Linked DNA regions of Mus musculus: region 2 is linked to region 1. Evidence: chromatin contacts called from public HiChIP or PLAC-seq data. All regions are on one chromosome and are shown on one strand. The core of a region is the stretch at or near the end of the contact, and the rest is flanking DNA. Distances in the headings are between cores, read along the strand shown. Region 1 holds the start of 1700054M17Rik (RIKEN cDNA 1700054M17 gene). Region 2 holds the start of Gpr176 (G protein-coupled receptor 176).

Region 1 (2,700 bases), core at 81-2,580:
CCAAAGTTCCAGAGACAACATGTTTAGACTTTGGCCAATATCCGAGAAAGAGAGAGAGAAAAGAAGAAAAAGGGAAAGCTGAGGAGAGCTGAGAGCTGAGTGGCTGCAGCTCCAGGACGACTGCACTGAGGGTTTCATGAAGGGAACGTGCCGTGTCTCATCCCATTAAGGGGATACCTACTCCTCCTAGCTAAGCTTGGCTGCCGGGGATCAGCCTTGGTTAACAGGCCCAACTGGATGAACTCTTAAGGGAGGGTGGAGACAATCATATGTAATGTTCTTACCTTTGGAATGGATCCTGTCTCCACACAGGAAGACTCCACCAGGGAGAGGTCCATCCTCGGTGGCCTTCAAGGCTTTAAGGCATCTGTAATGACATGTTTTTCAGAGCAGCTTGAGTCTGTGTTCCCAAGTCACAGTCGCTCATATTTGGTTCAGGAACTCTCTTATTCCCTTTGTTGTGAAAGCTGGATTTGCATCAAGACCATAGGATGCTTTCCAGACATGTAACCTGCGGTACCCGAGGATGCTATATCCTGAGATGGATAATACCAGAAGAAGAGGAAGAGGCGTGGGAAGATTTAGGTTTTGTGTGGGCATCGTGAGTTGCTTATGATGCTTATGAGGGTGCAAAGTGAATGTGTAGGCACACAGATAAAGGTTTTGTCTTAGCCACTGTTCTGTTGCACCGTGACCAAGGCAACTCTATGAAAGAAAGCACTTAACTAGGGGCTGGCTTACAGTTTCTGAGGCTTTATTCATGTCACCATGGGGGTGGGGGCATGGAAGAACACATGGAGCTGGAGAAGTAGCAGAGAGCTACATCCTGGTCTGTAGGCAGTCCAAGTGACATTGAACCTGGGAGGGGTGGGGGCTTTTGAAACCTCAAAGCCCACCCTCAGTGACACACCTCCTCTGATAAGGCCACAGTTCCTAATCCTTTTCAAATAGTGCCACTGCTGGTGACTAAGCATTCAAGTGTATGAGCCTACCAGGGGCCATCCTTATTCACTACCACAGGTTTGCATGTGAGTATGTGGGCCTGAGGCACGGATGAGAGCCTCAAGGTGGGCAGTAAGCACAGGCGTCATTCCAGTTTCACTGGAAATGGTCTAGTGGGTGGGACTAGAAGGGCCAGGATGGCCTTGATGGGAAGAGAATCCAGCAAAAGAAACTGCAAAGTAGGAGTAGGAAACCCAGAAAGGGTCCGCTGGGTGCAAGTATTACTGGTAGAGTTTATAGCTAGTCATGAGCAGAGTCCTATAATCTGGTTAGGGTCAGCACATAGGAAAAGGTAGGTGTTGTTACCACTAGTCCTTCACTGCCACCTCTCAGGCCTTACTGCCACCTCACAGGCCTCACTGTCACATCACAGGCCTCACTGTTACCTCACAGGCCTCACTGTCACCTCACAGGCCTCGCTGTCACCACATAGGCCTCGCTGCCTCCTCACAGACTCTCAGTGCCACCTCACAGGTCTTACTGTCACCTCACAGGCCTCACTGCCACCTCATAGGTCTTGTTGTCACCTCACAGGCCTCACTGCCACCTCATAGGTCTTGTTGTCACCTCGCAGGTCTCACTGCCACCTCACAGGTCTTGTTGTCACCTCACAGGCCTTACTGCCACCTCATAGGCCTTACTGTCACCTCATAGGCCTTACTGTCACCTCACAGACCTTACTGTTACCTCACAGACCTCACTGCCACCTCATAGATCTCACTGTCACCTCACAGGCCTCATTGCCACCTCGCAGGACTCACTGTCACCTTACAGGCCTTACTGCCACCTCATAGCCTTGCTGTCCACTCATGGGCCTCACTGTCACCTCATAGGCCTCACTACTACTCACAGGCCTTGCTGTCATCTCACAGACCTTACTGTCATCTCATAGGCCTTGCTATCACCTCATGGGCCTCACTGTCACCTCATACAGGCCCTCACTGTCAACTTACAGGCCTCGCTGTCACCACACAGGCCCTCACTGTCATTTCACTGGCTTCATTGCCATCTCACAGGCCCTCAGTGCTACCTCATAGGCCTCGCTGTCACCGCAGTCCCTACCTGCCATCTCCCAGGCCTCATAGCCACCTAGCAGTCTCTCATTGTCAAAGCACCAGCCTCACTTCCACATCACAGGACCTCACTGTACCTCAGAGGTTCTCACTGCCACAAGACCTGACTGCCACCTCATAGAACCTCATTGCTCCCCTAGAGTCCCTCACTGTCATGCCACAGACACTCAATGTCACCTCATAGCCCTTGTGGCTACATTAAAGACCATGTCACCTCCCAGAACTCCGTGTAACCCAACAAGGTAATATTTGCATTTCACAGAGTCCTCCTGCCACCACACAGGACATGGCCACCATCCCACAAGCCCTCACTATGATCTGACAGTCCTCACTGGTACCATACAGTGCCTTCCTGTTGTGTCACAGGCCTCCTCAGTCCTTATAGGCAGTCACTGTTGCCCCAGAGGCATCACTGCCACTTCATAGGCCCTAACTGTTACCTCACAGGCCACAGTGCCATTTTACGATCTCATTATCACCTCACGGCACTAACCTTCCATCGCACAAGCCCTTCCTCCCACCTCACAGACACCTCATAGGCATCACTGCTACCCCAGAGGCATCACTGTGCCTCACGCCTCACTGTTCCCTCTCAGGCCTAACTGCCATCCCCACACTTTGACAC
Region 2 (2,700 bases), core at 37-2,536, 69 kb before region 1:
GGGGATCAAGGTGACCTCCACTTTTTTTTTTTTTTTTTTTTTTTTTTTTGCCGTGAAAGGTCTCACATATTCAAGCCTGCCAATTTATTTTGTAGCAAATTCCCAATTCTCTTGCCTCTCCCTCCAAAACTCTGGGATTAGAGGTATGCACCACCATGCCTGGCTCATTTCTATATTTTTCTTCCCTTGATCCTTCTCTTAGTTCCTTGTTTCCATTTCACTCCTCCTGCCTTATTATTTCTTCTTGTATGCCTGCTTATCCCAACTTCCCAATTTACATCAGCCTGCAGGAAACCCCCTCCAAGTCTTCATCGCTGAATTCATTAGCAGTGCCCCGTGTGGAGGTGAGGCCCAATGAAAGGGCCTGGGAAACCATCAGTGGGTTCCTTTAGTCCACCTTTCGAAGATGGACAAGGCTTTGACTTGACGGAGGGCCCGGGAGGCTGGGCTCCCTGCCCAGATGGCAGTGGCAAATGATATAGAGCCTGCAGGCTGTACCTCTAAGGACGCTGGGGCAGTAACCACAGCAGCAAACGCAGTGCATCCTTCAGCAGCTAGATACTGAAACTGCGCGCCTCCCACGCGCCCCGCGACGAAGTCACGCTCCACTGGGGCAAAATGGCGCTACGTCCCTCACCAGCAGCGTGAGGGGGTGGGTCGTGCGTCACGTGACCTCGCCTGCCTGCCGCGCGGCCCCGACTGCCCCAGGCACGCGCTGGGAGCCCGGCTGCAGAGCGGGCGGCGGCTCTGCCCCGCTAGGGGCATCCTACCTGGTCCCTGCTAGGTCACGACAATCTGTCCAAGCCAAGATCCGACCTGGAGTGGTGGGGCTGAGGCCAAGGGTGGGGGCGGCTTGTAAAGGCAAAGTGGCGGGGGGTGCAGAGCCGGCTCCAGGGGTTCAGGCAGCCCTGGGGATTAGACCCCAGCTGAGCGTCCCAGAGTCCTGGCGTTCAGCCGAGTGTGCGGGGGCCAAGCTGTGGACACTCAGGGCCTGTTGCCCAGCCTTGGCTGCCCTTGGTTTAGCCCCCACCTTCCCAGCTATGATCACTAGGCTGGGGCATTTCATGGGGATTCGCACCGCCCCAGCTTCGAAGCTACTAGCGGCATTGAAATATAGCTTCAGCCAAATGCTCCCATCCCACTAGGGAGAGAGGATCAGAGCGTGCGCGGGGTCCTCCGCAGCCACCGATGTGTGTGCTGGGTGGGCTTGGCCGCGCTGCCCGCCCCCTCCCCCCCCCTCGGGAGGAGGGCCCAGCGATGCTCTGTGACCGTGCCGCCTCCATGTGGTTGCTGACGGGCCCAGGGGGGAGCAGGCATGGGGCGCGGCCGCACCTCCCTCCCACCCCTCCTCGCGGATGGCTGGCTAGGCGATGAGCAGACGTGAGGGGCTAGCCGGCTGGCCGGCTCTGCAGGACGCTGCCTGGCTCCCGAGCGTCGGTCCCTCCACGCCCGGGGCAGGAGCGGCTGTGCGCTGGGCTCAGAGGCCAGGCGGACGAGCGCAAACCCCGGGCTTCGCTATGGGGCACAACAGCAGCTGGGTGTCACCGAACACCAGCCACCCGCGCAACACGTCGGGCGCCGAGGCTGGCGCCAACCTCAGCGCGTTCGGGGAGCTGAGCGAGGCTCAGCTGTACCGCCAGTTCACCACCACCGTGCAGGTCGTCATCTTCATTGGCTCGCTACTGGGTAAGCCAACCCGCGGGGCCACCAGCGGGCCGGACTTTCCCGAGGACACAAGAGCTGCCGTGGGGTGCGGGGTGCCTGGCCATGTGCGGGGAGTTGAAGGAGGTTTAAGTTAAGCAAGGACGGTCACCTCCAGCCTGGAGGCTGGAAGCAGAAGAGTTGGGACAGGGCTTCTCTTGGCAGGATGGTACAGGTACAGGGTTCTGGCGAAAGACCTGTCCAGACAGCCCTTGTCCAAAGCTTCAGACTCCGCGCATCACCGCTTACCTTCTGGTGCCCGGGAGCATCGCTGCCTCTAGCTCTTGTTTACAAATAGGAGCAACGATTCCCGGGGAATTTGTGACTGATGAAGGAATGTTAACTCAGTCAAAAATGTGTTTTTGCGCTACTATTTCCGATATAAGATAATTATTTTTGAGAGAGCTCTATTTTACATGTCAGTTTTGGTTTGTTTCTAGTAACGGGGACTTTTTTTTTTTTTTTTTTTAAGAGCGTGTGAAGTTAAACTTTACATTGTCTTCAGATAATTTTACAATCTTTGAGTAAAACGAAACCCACTGGACTCCTCCACCTGTATTTTAAGTGCATAACAGAGATAAGAAAAAAAAAAAAAAACCAACAACAAATGTCTCAAACCACTCACAGAAGATTATAGATTTCCTCCCTTGTTCAGAGGGGATTAAAGAAAATAAATTGACCAAAATGAACTGCGCTACTCTGTTACAGGGCACTGGATCCGTTTTCAAAAAGAGCTGCAGGACATAAAAAGGATGAAAGAATTACTGTTCTTGTAATTTCTTGTGCAATGGCTAGTAAAATGTGTGTGGGTTAGGGTGAGACTCATCTTTCCTCCCCCCTACTCTTAAATGGCTCTTGCTTTTTAGGGCAACTCTTTAAACAATAAACAGTACAATCAGACTGCTTTCCATTGAGGTTTGGCAAGCACAATGGATACTAGCAAACAGGCTTAAATTCTCTGTTGTGACATTTTTAAGAATGTGAAAAGATTACAATTTA

Evidence for each region. HiChIP or PLAC-seq counts read pairs in DNA pulled down with a chosen protein or histone mark.
Region 2: a contact with region 1 is called in an HNF4G HiChIP or PLAC-seq map of pancreatic cancer cells. The contact joins the promoter of Gpr176 here to the promoter of 1700054M17Rik in region 1. A contact is called at or near these places in 2 of 39 promoter capture datasets (frontonasal cranial neural crest and second pharyngeal arch cranial neural crest), 1 of 484 Hi-C or Micro-C datasets (nephron progenitors), 5 of 115 datasets of contacts at active chromatin or transcription factors (bone marrow-derived macrophages, embryonic stem cells, forebrain and 2 more) and 2 of 9 other capture datasets (adipose tissue and liver).

Annotation. Positions count from the first base shown.
Region 1 is chr2:118,303,544-118,306,243 of GRCm38.p6, reverse strand. It overlaps 1700054M17Rik (RIKEN cDNA 1700054M17 gene), which reads right to left and starts at 1,330. Exons shown (of 3, transcript NR_045919.1): 1 at 1,309-1,330; 2 at 285-367. All of the region lies in intron 1 of Gpr176 (G protein-coupled receptor 176), which reads left to right.
Region 2 is chr2:118,372,005-118,374,704 of GRCm38.p6, reverse strand. Gpr176 (G protein-coupled receptor 176) reads left to right here and starts at 1,286. Exons shown (of 3, transcript NM_201367.3): 1 at 1,286-1,686. The coding sequence starts at 1,518.